Regions from separate parts of the Xenopus tropicalis genome. Here region 2 is linked to region 1. Evidence: chromatin contacts called from public Hi-C data. All regions are on one chromosome and are shown on one strand. The core of a region is the stretch at or near the end of the contact, and the rest is flanking DNA. Distances in the headings are between cores, read along the strand shown. Region 1 overlaps tmem154 (transmembrane protein 154). Region 2 holds the start of ercc8 (excision repair cross-complementation group 8).

Region 1 (5,793 bases), core at 991-3,490:
TTGGCCTTTGGCCTTGTGCTTTTATACGTTCGTGGAACTCCTCAGTGACTAACAATATCCTTATATTTTACAATGGGGGTACATTATTCGCTCTAAATATATATATATATATATATTGGAGTAGGGAGGAGCACTACCCTTCTCTGACTGGTTAGCTTGGGTGCAGGTAATAAATAGGCAATATTCAAGTAAGGTCAGGAACTGTGCAAATGAGTTATATATTTAAAAATATTTCTCTTCCTTGAGGACTATATATATATATATATATATATATATATATTCGTCTGCCTCATCCCTCTTTTATACAGGGCTGAAAAAGAAGTAGACAGAAGGTGCACATGCCTAGGGCACAACAATTTGGGCACAGGGTGCTAGGCACGTACCTCATTTTTTTGTATGGGCTCTGGAGTCCTGCACATGACCCCCATGCCTCATCACCCCACCAGCAACTTGTCATTTCCCCCATACTCCTATTCGTCACTGTGCATGTGTGCTTGTGGTGGGACAAGGTGGCCACCCGGATTGCCTAGGGTACCTGTCCAGCTTGGCCCTGTACTGCTTATATATTATCCACAGCATGTATCCCCTTTCCCCTGTTCTACAAGCAGGTAGGCAGATGTGTCACTATCTGCTTGGTCACTTATCAAGCAACAGGCAATAGAAATAGGCAATAATTATATGTATTTGCTCAAGGTATGAATTATAAGAGTACAGTACAGGTATTGTTTGTGCATGAGGAGGTTGTCTGTAGGGGAATGGGTACTACACATACATTTCATATTTATAACAATGTTTTTTTGCTCTGTATTTCATGTTTTTTTTCAATTTCTGTATTATACCACGCTTGATGCAAGGACAAAGTTGTCCCAAAAGCAGTGTATGCCTGGTTGTTTTATGCTGGAGCCATCTAGTGGCAGAATTGGGTAGTTGTACAAATTACACATACCATAAACTCACGTGAAGCTTATTTTCCTCTTCCAGTGTGGACAAACGTTTACCTGAAAACAAGGTGAGTGAAAGAGGTTATTTATTATGTAAACTGTCAGTAAAGTATAACAATAGCAAATAAACTGGAGCATAAAGATAACCCATGGCTATTGGAACCTTCAGGCTATTGCCAAGTAAGTTTGGGTTGGCACTGTGTTTTTTGAATTTTTGGGTTATTTGGTACTGCGTTTTTGAGCTACCTTAAAACACAGCGATCAAGCACTGGCCCTAAGGGCTCTGGCACACGAGGAGATTTGTCGCCGGCGATTTTTAAAAGAGCGATTTGGCGACAAGACGAGCGACAAGAAGCCAATGCTAAATCAATGGAAATCGCCAGCATCAAAACATACGAGGCTACTTCAAATCGCCTGCTGTTTCAAATCGCACACAGACCCTTTTCTGAGCGACTTGAGTAAACATGAGGGGGGGTTAACTGTTGAGTGGTACCATGGGTAGCAAATCGCCTGGAGCTCAACTCGCATGAAATCTATTCGTGGGTATTGTCGTGGCGACTTGTCGCCAAAGCGCCAGGGGGAAAAAACACAGGCGACAAATCTCCTTGTGTGCCAGAGCCCTTAAGGAGAGCTTAACACTCCTCTCCAGCCCCCCTCCATTGGCTGTTGGAGGCCACTGACCTCTGCAACCAAAAAAAACCTATAGTAGGTATATAGTTTACATGTTTTTCTTATTTTTTATTGCTTATCTATTTTTCAAGACCAATTCTATTCATTTTCTATTCTCAGTTCCAAACTGCTGCCTGATTGATATGATAAACCTAATCAGGTCTAAGCTGCAGTAAAAATATAAATATCTTCAATATCCTATAAAACAAAGATGTATTGCAAATTGTCTTAGAATACAGCTGTTCATATACAAAAAGTTACCTTTTTAAGCTGAACTCTCTACCCATATAGCCTCCTTCAAGAAATGAAATCATAAAAAAAAAAGTTCCCTTTTCACACCTTTCTCGACCAGGGTTTCAACTAAAAGCCATAGTTGTGTAATAGGCATGCAGACAGACTTCAAGTCAAACCAGTCTCCAAGCAATAAACTGTCACCAAGTAAAGCAAAGTTCTTCCTGCACAGCATGGGAATCTATTATCTAAGAAAGGAACAGCAGGGTCCTAAATGCTCAAAGCAGATTAAAAGCAATCCTTAACATGCATTTTACAGCCTCTCTAAATGAGACTATGCATGTACCAAGGGATATACAAATTTAGCAAGCAGCATAGCCTGAAAGAGACAGTAACTACCATTCTTCTTCTTGCTGTTCATCCACTTATCAAGCTCGTCCATCTCAATCTCCATGACAGAAGGCGTGTCCTCTTCAAAAATAGGACTATTAAAAGACAAATGGAAAAGACAAATTTATAATATTAGTTATACTGTGTATATTGTGTGTAACTAAACCAAAAGGGGTCAGAAAGGCATAAGAAAGCCTACAGCAGTGCTTCTTTTGCTGTTGCTGAACTACCACACTAAATTCCTGGCAGACACAGTCAAGCACACAGTGTAATTGCTTCCAAACAATTGCACCAAAACTGCTGCAATGTCCCTTTCTAACAGTAGATGGCAATGCATATATAATTAACTATATTAGGGAATTAAATTTTTGATATCCAGCTGTTACAAACATAATTTCCCAGAATCCCATAACAGTTTTTAGTAAATGCTGTGAGCTGGAGTTAGCAATGGCTGGTGTTTTTAGGTGTGTCCTCAGAGCTTCTGAAGACTCATCTAAAAGGCGAATAGGGCATGTTCTCACCTTTTTGCTACTTCATTTTTTGCTTCTCCTAAAAAGAGACAAAAGACTTTGTTACAATAGCAAAATACCTCACGCTGGTTGTTCTACATTCTCCTCCCTGACTATATAGTACCATTGATATGCGGCTCTGATGCCCATGACATTTATACAGTATATGTATACCGTTGAGTATAAATTCTGTTGCAGTATATACACTGTACAGCATGCATATATACAAAATGCAGTATATAAATATATATAATACTGTGTATATATATATGTATATATAAATACATATATAGAATTTTACCCTTACCTGCCTTTTTCCATCGTTTGTGTTTCACTATGAATATAATAAGTGGTATGAGTAGAATCAGTATGAAAATAGGAAAAGCAAAGAGAAGGGTTCTGCTGAGGTCTGTTCCATCAGCACTCTCATTTAACTCATTGCCAGTTTTTGTAAAAGCAGATACAGAGTAATCTGCAAATAACACTGTGGTGGAAGTCATCGTAACAGGCGGTTCAGTGAAGCTGATTTCACTCCTAGTTGTAGGCAGGGATGTTTCTGCATGTTCTGAAACCTCCGATGACATTTTATTCCTGCATAAAACAAATATGACATATTTATTTAGGTGCAATATGCAGAGGCAGACAGGTTTATTTGCTTTAGTGCAAAAGGAATTAGTGAACCAGCACACTGGTGCTTTACATAACTATAAGAAGCATGTACATGCCATAACCAAGGGAAACCAATTAGCCATTTGTTTTTGTTATTGTAACTGCCATGGCTGATTTTAGTAGGTTAAATGTCCGCATATGTTATAAAATGATGTTCTTCTGATGAGTGATCAAAGCAAAATAGATCAACTCAGATGGATTAAGGGCAGTAATGGAAATACATTTGGAGAATAGTAAATGGTACCATAGAAGAGGTGAAAGTTCAATTAATATTAAACAAACAGAAAGAAAGGATAGAGGATAAAACATAAGGCACAGCTAATAGGAGTAGGATCTATCATAATATAAAACCAAGACTAATCTTGCAAAGCTATGGGGTATTAGGCAAAATGCAGTATGCAAAAAATACCTTACTTTTCTTTGAACACTTAAAGGCTTTCTTCACAGATTCAGGTTGTTCCCTTGGCAGTGGCTGAATTTTCTGAACTGTAATTCAACATCCTCTCAGGTCATTACTCTAACATGGGTGTAACATGTCAATAGTTGAGCTAGAGTATAAAAGACAAAATATATGTGTAAAAGGAGAAGTACATATTCAAAAGGTTTGGCTACAGCATGGTGGGTCATTTGCTTTGTGTCATGAAACTCAGATGCCTAGCATATAGTGGTGCTTAAAATTTTTAAAAAATAATTAAATGTATTATTTTTGCATAAATATAACTGTTCTAATTCCGGTATGGGTTCTCTCTGGAAACCTGTTATCCAGAAAATTAAAAAATCCAATTATGGGAAGACATAAATGGGATAACATACCTATGCCTATTATATAGTGAGAACCCAAATAAAAAGATGAATTATTTATTAATTCAGTAAAATGATCCAAAATTACATATATACGCATGGCAAAAGTATGTAAACCTTTACTTTAAGTACGTGTTGCGCCCCCCCATGGGCAGCACAAACTGCAATAAAATGTTTAGGCTAATGCCACACGTAAGCAAGCTTGAGGAGAATAAGCTACATACACTTTAAAATCCTCCAACCTGTGCCTGCACCCGAAAGAAAAGAATTGAATATGCTTGCTTGCAGGCCGATATCCGCCGAAAATTGGCAGATATCAGCTACAAGTGCCTGCACCCATATTCAGTGCTATCAGGTGCAGGCACAGGTAAGATGATTTTCAGTCATAGGAGCGTATTCTCCTATGACTGATCATCAAGCATCATTTTACCTCTTTATCTAAGGTTTCGCACCTTTTCTGGAAAAAATACCAGCCTTCCTATGTTTTTAACCTGTTTACCTATTAATAACATTGGCATCAAGAATAATTTTTACATCTTTTAATCAGGTTGCCACCTTTTCTTGTTAAAAATATCAGCCTTCCTAAGTTTTTTAACCTGTTTTCCTATTAATAACATTGGCATTAAGCATTATTTTTACCGGCCAGACCAGTAAAAATGAACTGAGAATACAAGCAGCTCACATACTTTTTGCTGCACAAAACTATGTAACTCTGCATTGTTGTTCTCAATAAATAAATACACAAATAAGCATTATATTTTTAACCAATTTATTTAATTGGGTTCTCATTATCCAGTTATTGTGGGCTGTTCTCCCAGCTGTATTCCTATACAAAGCCCATTAACACCATAAAATTAATTTACTTTTTATTCATGTTCATATAAGTGACAGTTTGCATGTTTGAAAAGGCTGCATCATTTATAGAAAGCTTAATATAATTAATTAGATTTTATGTTAGTTTGCCCATGTTATAAAGGAAATCTATTCAGGTCTCATCTTGGTCAGACTGACCCGTAAATGGGAATTTCCTTGGACTAATTATTATGTGGACTGCGTCCTGGCACTCTGCTTCTGATAAATGCACTGTCATTCTTTAATTTTAGCTTAGTATAGTTTTCTGCCCTATAACATGAATAGATACACATTTCTAGACAGGCAGATGACCTTAAAACAAGCTAGTAGGTTCCATCTGCTAACCTGGCTGCAGTTTTGAGTTATAAGTTATGGTGCAATTGATTCAGAGTGTGCTCACTCCACTTTCACTCCACTTGGGGCCCCATAGCCAATGAGAAATCAATTGGGGAGATGACTCAAAGTTTTTGAGTATATAGGAGCATCCCCACCCAGGAACCTTCCTGACTAACAGAAGACTAACCATCCATGGTTTCTGCAAGCCACTAGAAAACTCAAGTAAACTCTTACCATGGCACTGCTATGTTAATAACGAAGACTGTAACGACAGAGACTGGTACTGGGAGGGCAGAAATGTACATGAGCCTGCAGATGCCCAGACTAGAGTGCACATACAAGTTTGTGGACTGTTTGCCATACAGAATTAAATAGTTACATGAGAAACAAAAAAA
Region 2 (6,224 bases), core at 1,309-3,808, 36 kb before region 1:
AAATTAGTAAAGAGTTATCTAATAATAGGGAGTACTGAACATGTGGCCCGGTCCAGAAGACAATTTTTTGCTACATGTGCTCTATATTACCTAAAGCCATCTTAATGCTCTACATTTATTTAATGCCAATAATTTGTGGGGTTTTTTCTCATATTTGGTTCAACAAGGCTGTGTTTAACTGCACTGCCACTAAATGTGTAGAGGGAAACTTATTACACGGCATATAAATGAAAATAATTACCCTACAATACATACCCCTGTGATGGGCATGCCTACACAAATATAATTGTGTGTAGTGCATGTTGCTTCTGCCTCAGTTCCAAATTTCAAGAGTCAGAAAGCAGCAGCTCCATTAAAAGCTCTCAGAAAAGAGAAAGTCTCTCAGTTTCCATTACATGTGCCATAAATGATAGCACTGACAATCTTTGTGTTTTGTCTCAGTGACTTCTAACAGAGAAATGAAAAAAGCAGGTCCCTTCACCATGTGCCATAACCCCAACAGGTGTAACTTTATTTCACTCTAGTAACAGAGCAGAGAACCACTACACCTTTGATTATCATCATCAAAACTAGGGGTGACAAGCAGATTTCAGCAATCTACTGTCAATCACAAGTGACCACCAGGAGCTTAATTTATGCTATTAGTAGGTACATTCATGCCCTAAAAACAGTATATACATCTTTAGTAAGAGCTTTTTTTAATATACACATAATCCAGGAATAAAAGTGCTTTATAAAGGGTCCAGGTTGTATTTAATCTTTGGTATTTCACTTAAATAAACCTTAAACTAGGGTTCAATTAACCTTTCAACCAGGTAGACATTTGGAATTCAGAATGTTTTAGGAACAGAAGAGGCTCTGAAAACATAGACCAATAATTCAAAAAACAGGAACATTCAAATTAAAGTCTAATAGTCCATGTTTCTATTGCGGGTCAGTGACCCTGTAACTAGGTAGCTTTTCCAGCTGCAATTTGGAAGAATGTGGTAAATAATTCAGAAAGAATACAACACGAAAAGTTTATTTTAGGACGGGCAAAATTTTGTCCACACTAAAGACTGGAGTTAATTATATATATAACAAATTCTTTTATACAAAATTCAAGTTTTATTGCATCCCATACTTTATGTTACTGCAATTTGGCATCCTCTGCCTTTCAATCCTATTACAGTAAATGCTTACACTAGGGATGCACCAAATCCACTATTTTATAATCTGCCTGAACCCCTGAATTGTTTGCGAAAGATTTGTCCAAATACTGAACCAAATCCTAATTTGTATATGCATATTAGAATAAGGAAGGGTTGAAGAGAACCGTGCATGAAAATTTTTCAACTTCCGTGTGATGGATTCTAATTCGTTTTGGCCAGAGGCATGGATTTGGCCAAATATGGATATAAAAGGTCAGATCTTGGCAGAATCCTGCACCAAATCCTGGATTCAGTGCATCACTAGCTTATACACATAAGTAACCTTATCTTTAAATAAAGTTTCACTCTAATCCCCCATATGAAAACAGCTAAATGGAGCAGCACAGACTAAAGACAACACAAAGCTGGGTTCTAGTGTGACAAGTCCCTTACATGAGTCTGAGCACTAAGTGGGAATGTTCTCACCATCAGACTTCTCTTACAATGGTTTGCATAGGGTGTTGCCCCAAGATTAGTACTGTGAGCACAGCATGCCTAAGCATTAGTACTACCCACTTACTTTGGGCAAGAAAAGGATGAATTAGGCAACTTGCAGTTCAGTAATGTGTGTCACAGGCAGAAGCCCAAGTACCCCTACAGGCTGGTTTGGTGTAAATAAATTCCACTTCCAAAAAGTCCACTTCTGTAGTTCTAGAGTCTTGAGGCAATGTTTTGGATTTCATAGTATGCACAGATATACAGGATACAGAGGTATAATTGTGTGTGTGTATAAATACACAATATACACAGAGCTATACTGTGCATATGGGAGTTAATACTTACAACACTTGCACACTACACAATCTCCCAATAAAGAGTTGCCTACAAGTCTATACTGAGTACAGCAGTGGTCTTCAAAGTGCGGCTCGTCAACTGTAAAACTACAACTCCCAGAATTCCTGGACGGATTCTGGGAGTTGTAGTTAAACACAGCTAGAGAGAAGGTAGTTTTGTGTCCCTGTAGCAGGGCAAGTAAATACAAATCTACATCCACTAATGTACTACTTTAAATTATTCCCCCACACACTACACTATTTCTTTAAAGCGATCAAGTCCCGGCGGTGGCCAGCGGCCAGTTACCTGGGTGGAATGACTAGTCGGGGGCATTCGCTGCCTTTCCTGGAGCCCACACGGGCAGGCACGCAGCTCACGGAAGGAAGGCTTCTCGCCGAGAGACAGGCACGGGAGGAGAGGGAGAGAGAGGGCGCGCCGGGATGACGTCAGTCGCTCAGCAACAACCAGGGCAGCAGTCGTCGCAGCGGCTTGATGTCATACGTGGGAGACGGAAGTAGGAGGCTACTGTTACTAGCCGCTACAGTTATGTTATGGTGGGGAAAGCAGCGGCGGAGTGTATTCAGCCTGGTGCTCGCAGGTGCATGTACCGCCTACGTTAGTAAGGTCAGTGAGACTCCGTACGATTAGCTCCAGCGGTTTCTCTGATTTTCAGTCTATTGCCGAATTATAGTTTCTTGTGTCATACACTGAGTGGTTGCAGTGTTCAGCAACAGTGATCTAAATGAGCCGGGGTGCCTTATACATATCGCTTCCGATGAGGATCGAGCTGCAGAATGGGGGGGGGGGGGAGACAGGAATTTAATTAGAACGGACAGCACACGAACGTGGACAGGCAGGTGTGGGGCACAATCACCCAGGGATAGGTGCCTACTGGGGGAACAATGCCTTGAGGCGAGAGATTCCAAAATGAGCCCTCTCCCCATGATGTAGGGATGGATGGTATCTTCAGGTTATAGTCATAGTTACCAGTATATATTACTGTCTGTCTGAGAAGGGTCTCATTCATTCAGTTCTCTAAAAAAAAAAAAGTCTAGTTGATTTGACTTATTGCTATAGTTATATATTACTGTCCATAGCCATAGAAATCATAGTCCCCAGTACATTCTAGTGCTATACTCCAGCAATAACTTTAATGATATTAATTTCATCAGAAGAGTTGAAAATTGCCTTTATTCCCACGGACCAAGACTAATGCATGGATAAAAAAAATGTTTGGAGCAACTGAATGCTAATATAAATAGTACAAAGTTTGCATAGTCTGTTTGGCACATGGGCTTTAATGAGCACTGGGTAGCACATACTTTCTACATTCAGAAAGGAGTCAGGACAGAGTCTGTAGGATAGAATTAAGGATTCATTATACTTTTGGGACTTTATTTCAAGATTTGTTTTTAAACAAAATTGTTAAATTGTTACATTTAAGCCTGTGCTATGGAGAATGGTGATGCTTTATAAATAAATGCCCTTAATTGTTTAGGTGTTGGAGATTGCATTGGCACATGCAGGTCTATAGAATGTTAGCAGTTTGTGCTTACCTGCTGTGTCCTTAGCACTCTAATGGTGAATACCGAGTTGAAGATAAAACCTGAGCTAATGCTAAAAAGCCTTTTTTTTTTTTTTTTTTTAAAAAGGAAATGATACCGCCTATTTGACATGAGTTCATTCATTTGTATTAATAATTTAATTTTTTACACAGACATACATGATTCCACAGAGTGAAAGGGAACAGTAAGAATCTGTCTGAGCTTGCAGGGATTGGTTCCCCACACCCGGTAGATGATGGTGCAGAGATTCTCTCGAAAGAAGGAGGACTTTAAGTCTCAGAATTCATCCGTTCACAATAGAACAAGGTAAGGGAAGGTTGCACTACACCATGAGCCTTAGGGAGGCAGAGAACTGGTTGCTGCTATTACAGGCAGACTGTGGTGATTTACTTTTTGTGGAATTGTGTGCCTGTAAAAATAAATATATTCATTGATGGAAGTTTAGTTTGTATGCACCTTTTCTACATAAGCCGAACAAATTAATGTAACATAGTAACATAGTAAGTTGGGTTGAAAAAAGACATATGTCCATCAAGTTCAACCATAATGCCTATATATAACCTGCCTAACTACTAGTTGATCCAGAGGAAGGCAAAAAACCCCATCTGAAGCCTCTAATTTGCCGCAGAGGGGAAAAAATTCTAAAAGAGCTTATATTTTGCCTTTAAATACAGAACGCTTTACATATGTAAATTAATATATGATTAACCAGAAGTTAAGTATTGATTTTCTGACACTTTTTTTTCTAGGATCTAAAAGGAGTGATATTGGGTAACTCAGACAATCAGTGGACAGTTAGAAGATTCTATATTGCTAAAGTGATGCTCCAGAATGGATGAATTACTTTGTGTTTCATCAACACTTACAGTCTCTTAAGATCCTTGAATCTTGCATGAAAACTTTAAAAAATGCTTGGATTTTTATGGGCACGGCAGACAGGCCTGGATAGTCCTGTCCAGCTCAGGCGTGCTGAAGCAACAAGGAGGGTGCTCAGTTTGGAGTTAAACAAGGATAGAGATGTTGAAAGAATGCATGAGAATGGTATCAACTCACTTGACATTGAACCAGTTGAGAGCAGATACATGCTATCTGGAGGAGCCGATGGGATAATTGTTCTTTATGATCTTGCCAATCTTCATAAATCCCAGTCTTACACTTGTAAAGCATTGTGTAAGGTGGGCAAAAGCCACCCTGATATGCACAAATTTAGTGTGGAAACAGTTCAATGGTATCCTCATGATACTGGCATCTTTACATCAAGCTCATTTGATAAAACACTAAAGATATGGGACACCAATTCCTTAAAGCTAGCTGAAGTTTTTCATTTTGATGGGACAGTTTACAGCCACCACATGTCTCCTTTGGCAACAAAGCACAGTTTGATTGCAGTTGGCACTAAAAACCCCAAGGTGCAACTATGTGACTTGAAATCTGGTTCCAGCTCCCATATTTTGCAAGGTCATAGAGGGGAAGTGCTCGCAGTTTGCTGGTCCCCACGTTACGATTATATATTAGCAACTGCGAGTGCTGACAGCAAAGTAAAATTATGGGATGTCCGCAAAGCATCTGGATGTCTTATAACACTGGACCAGCATAATGGTGAGAAGTCCAAGGCTTCTTCAGAAGCTGTAAACACAGCTCATAATGGCAGGGTTAATGGATTATGCTTTACTAGTAATGGCCTCCATCTTTTGACAGTAGGAACTGATGATAGGATGAGGCTCTGGGACAGTTCTTCTGGAGAAAATACCCTAGTGAACTATGGCAAAGTTTGTAACACCAGCAGGAAAGGTCTAAAATTTACAGTGTCTGCAGGCTGTAATCCAGAGTTTGTATTTGTTCCATATGATTGCACTATTGCTGTATACACTATCTATTCTGGTCAAAAGATAAGCATATTGAGGGGACATTATAATAGCGTGGACTGCTGTGTATTTCAGCCTCACTTTCAAGAGCTATACAGTGGCAGCAAAGATTGCAATGTTCTTGCTTGGATTCCTTCACTTCGTGAACCAGTTCTTGATGAGGACCCAAAAAAATCAGGACATCAGGCACATATTAATCCTGCGTTTAAGGATGCATGGAGCAGCAGTGAAGATGAAGGCTAAATTAAACTATACATTCACGTTGAGTGTAATGAGCAATAACCTGGCTAACTTTTCCCTTTTATAAGACACACACAAGTACAGTGTTAAGAATGAAAGACACTGTACTATAGTTTCAAATGCCCTATAAGTTTAATAAGCCAATGTTTAACTTACACCTTGTATATATGTTCTATTTATTTTAATAAAGAATATTTTTTTCTTATTTTTAATTGCAGTGTATTGGAGCATACACTAATATCTGCGCATGCAAATCCTTGCTGGAGCAAAGTATGATATGATAGTCATAGGGGCCCATTCATGAAACTTTTTTTTCAGAAAAAAAATTTTTTCTAATTTTTAGAACTTTTTGTAATGACCACAATAATATCGTTAAAATTGCACGACTTTTTTGTGGTTTTTCGTTAACTTCCACTAAAAATTTGTATTATTTGCAAAGACTACGATCATTTCAGAATTCATTCAAGCTTTGGTATCGTGACTATCTTGTGGCCAGGTTGGAGCTGCAGAGTGCCATTGAGTCCTTCCAAAATCATGCATTAAAGTTGAAGTTATGATCGCTCAGATCCGAAAATTTCATGACTTTCGGA

The links. Hi-C and Micro-C count contacts between places; a contact is called where the count stands out from the background.
Region 2: a contact with region 1 is called in a Hi-C map of neurula embryo, with 2.2 times the contacts expected there. The contact joins the promoter of ercc8 here to the enhancer-like site in region 1. A contact is called at or near these places in 2 of 5 Hi-C or Micro-C datasets (gastrula embryo and neurula embryo).

What each region holds. Positions count from the first base shown.
Region 1 is chr1:55,400,683-55,406,475 of UCB_Xtro_10.0, reverse strand. It overlaps tmem154 (transmembrane protein 154), which reads right to left. Exons shown (of 7, transcript XM_012955615.3): 2 at 3,819-3,957; 3 at 3,048-3,331; 4 at 2,753-2,780; 5 at 2,241-2,326; 6 at 947-998. The coding sequence starts at 3,324. Among named protein-coding and RNA genes, the nearest start is that of tmem154, 9.8 kb to the right of the region's middle. Within about 2 kb of position 2,240, at least 1 of the 11 cell types and tissues checked has an H3K27ac peak or open chromatin away from gene starts, as enhancers often do. A contact at or near this core is called in neurula embryo, where this site is marked.
Region 2 is chr1:55,436,524-55,442,747 of UCB_Xtro_10.0, reverse strand. It overlaps ercc8 (excision repair cross-complementation group 8), which reads left to right and starts at 2,558. Exons shown (of 3, transcript NM_001017179.2): 1 at 2,558-2,588; 2 at 3,682-3,835; 3 at 4,279-5,840. The coding sequence starts at 4,438. The coding sequence ends at 5,637. fbxw7 (F-box/WD repeat-containing protein 7) reads right to left here and starts at 2,399. Exons shown (of 13, transcript XM_004911148.4): 1 at 2,271-2,399.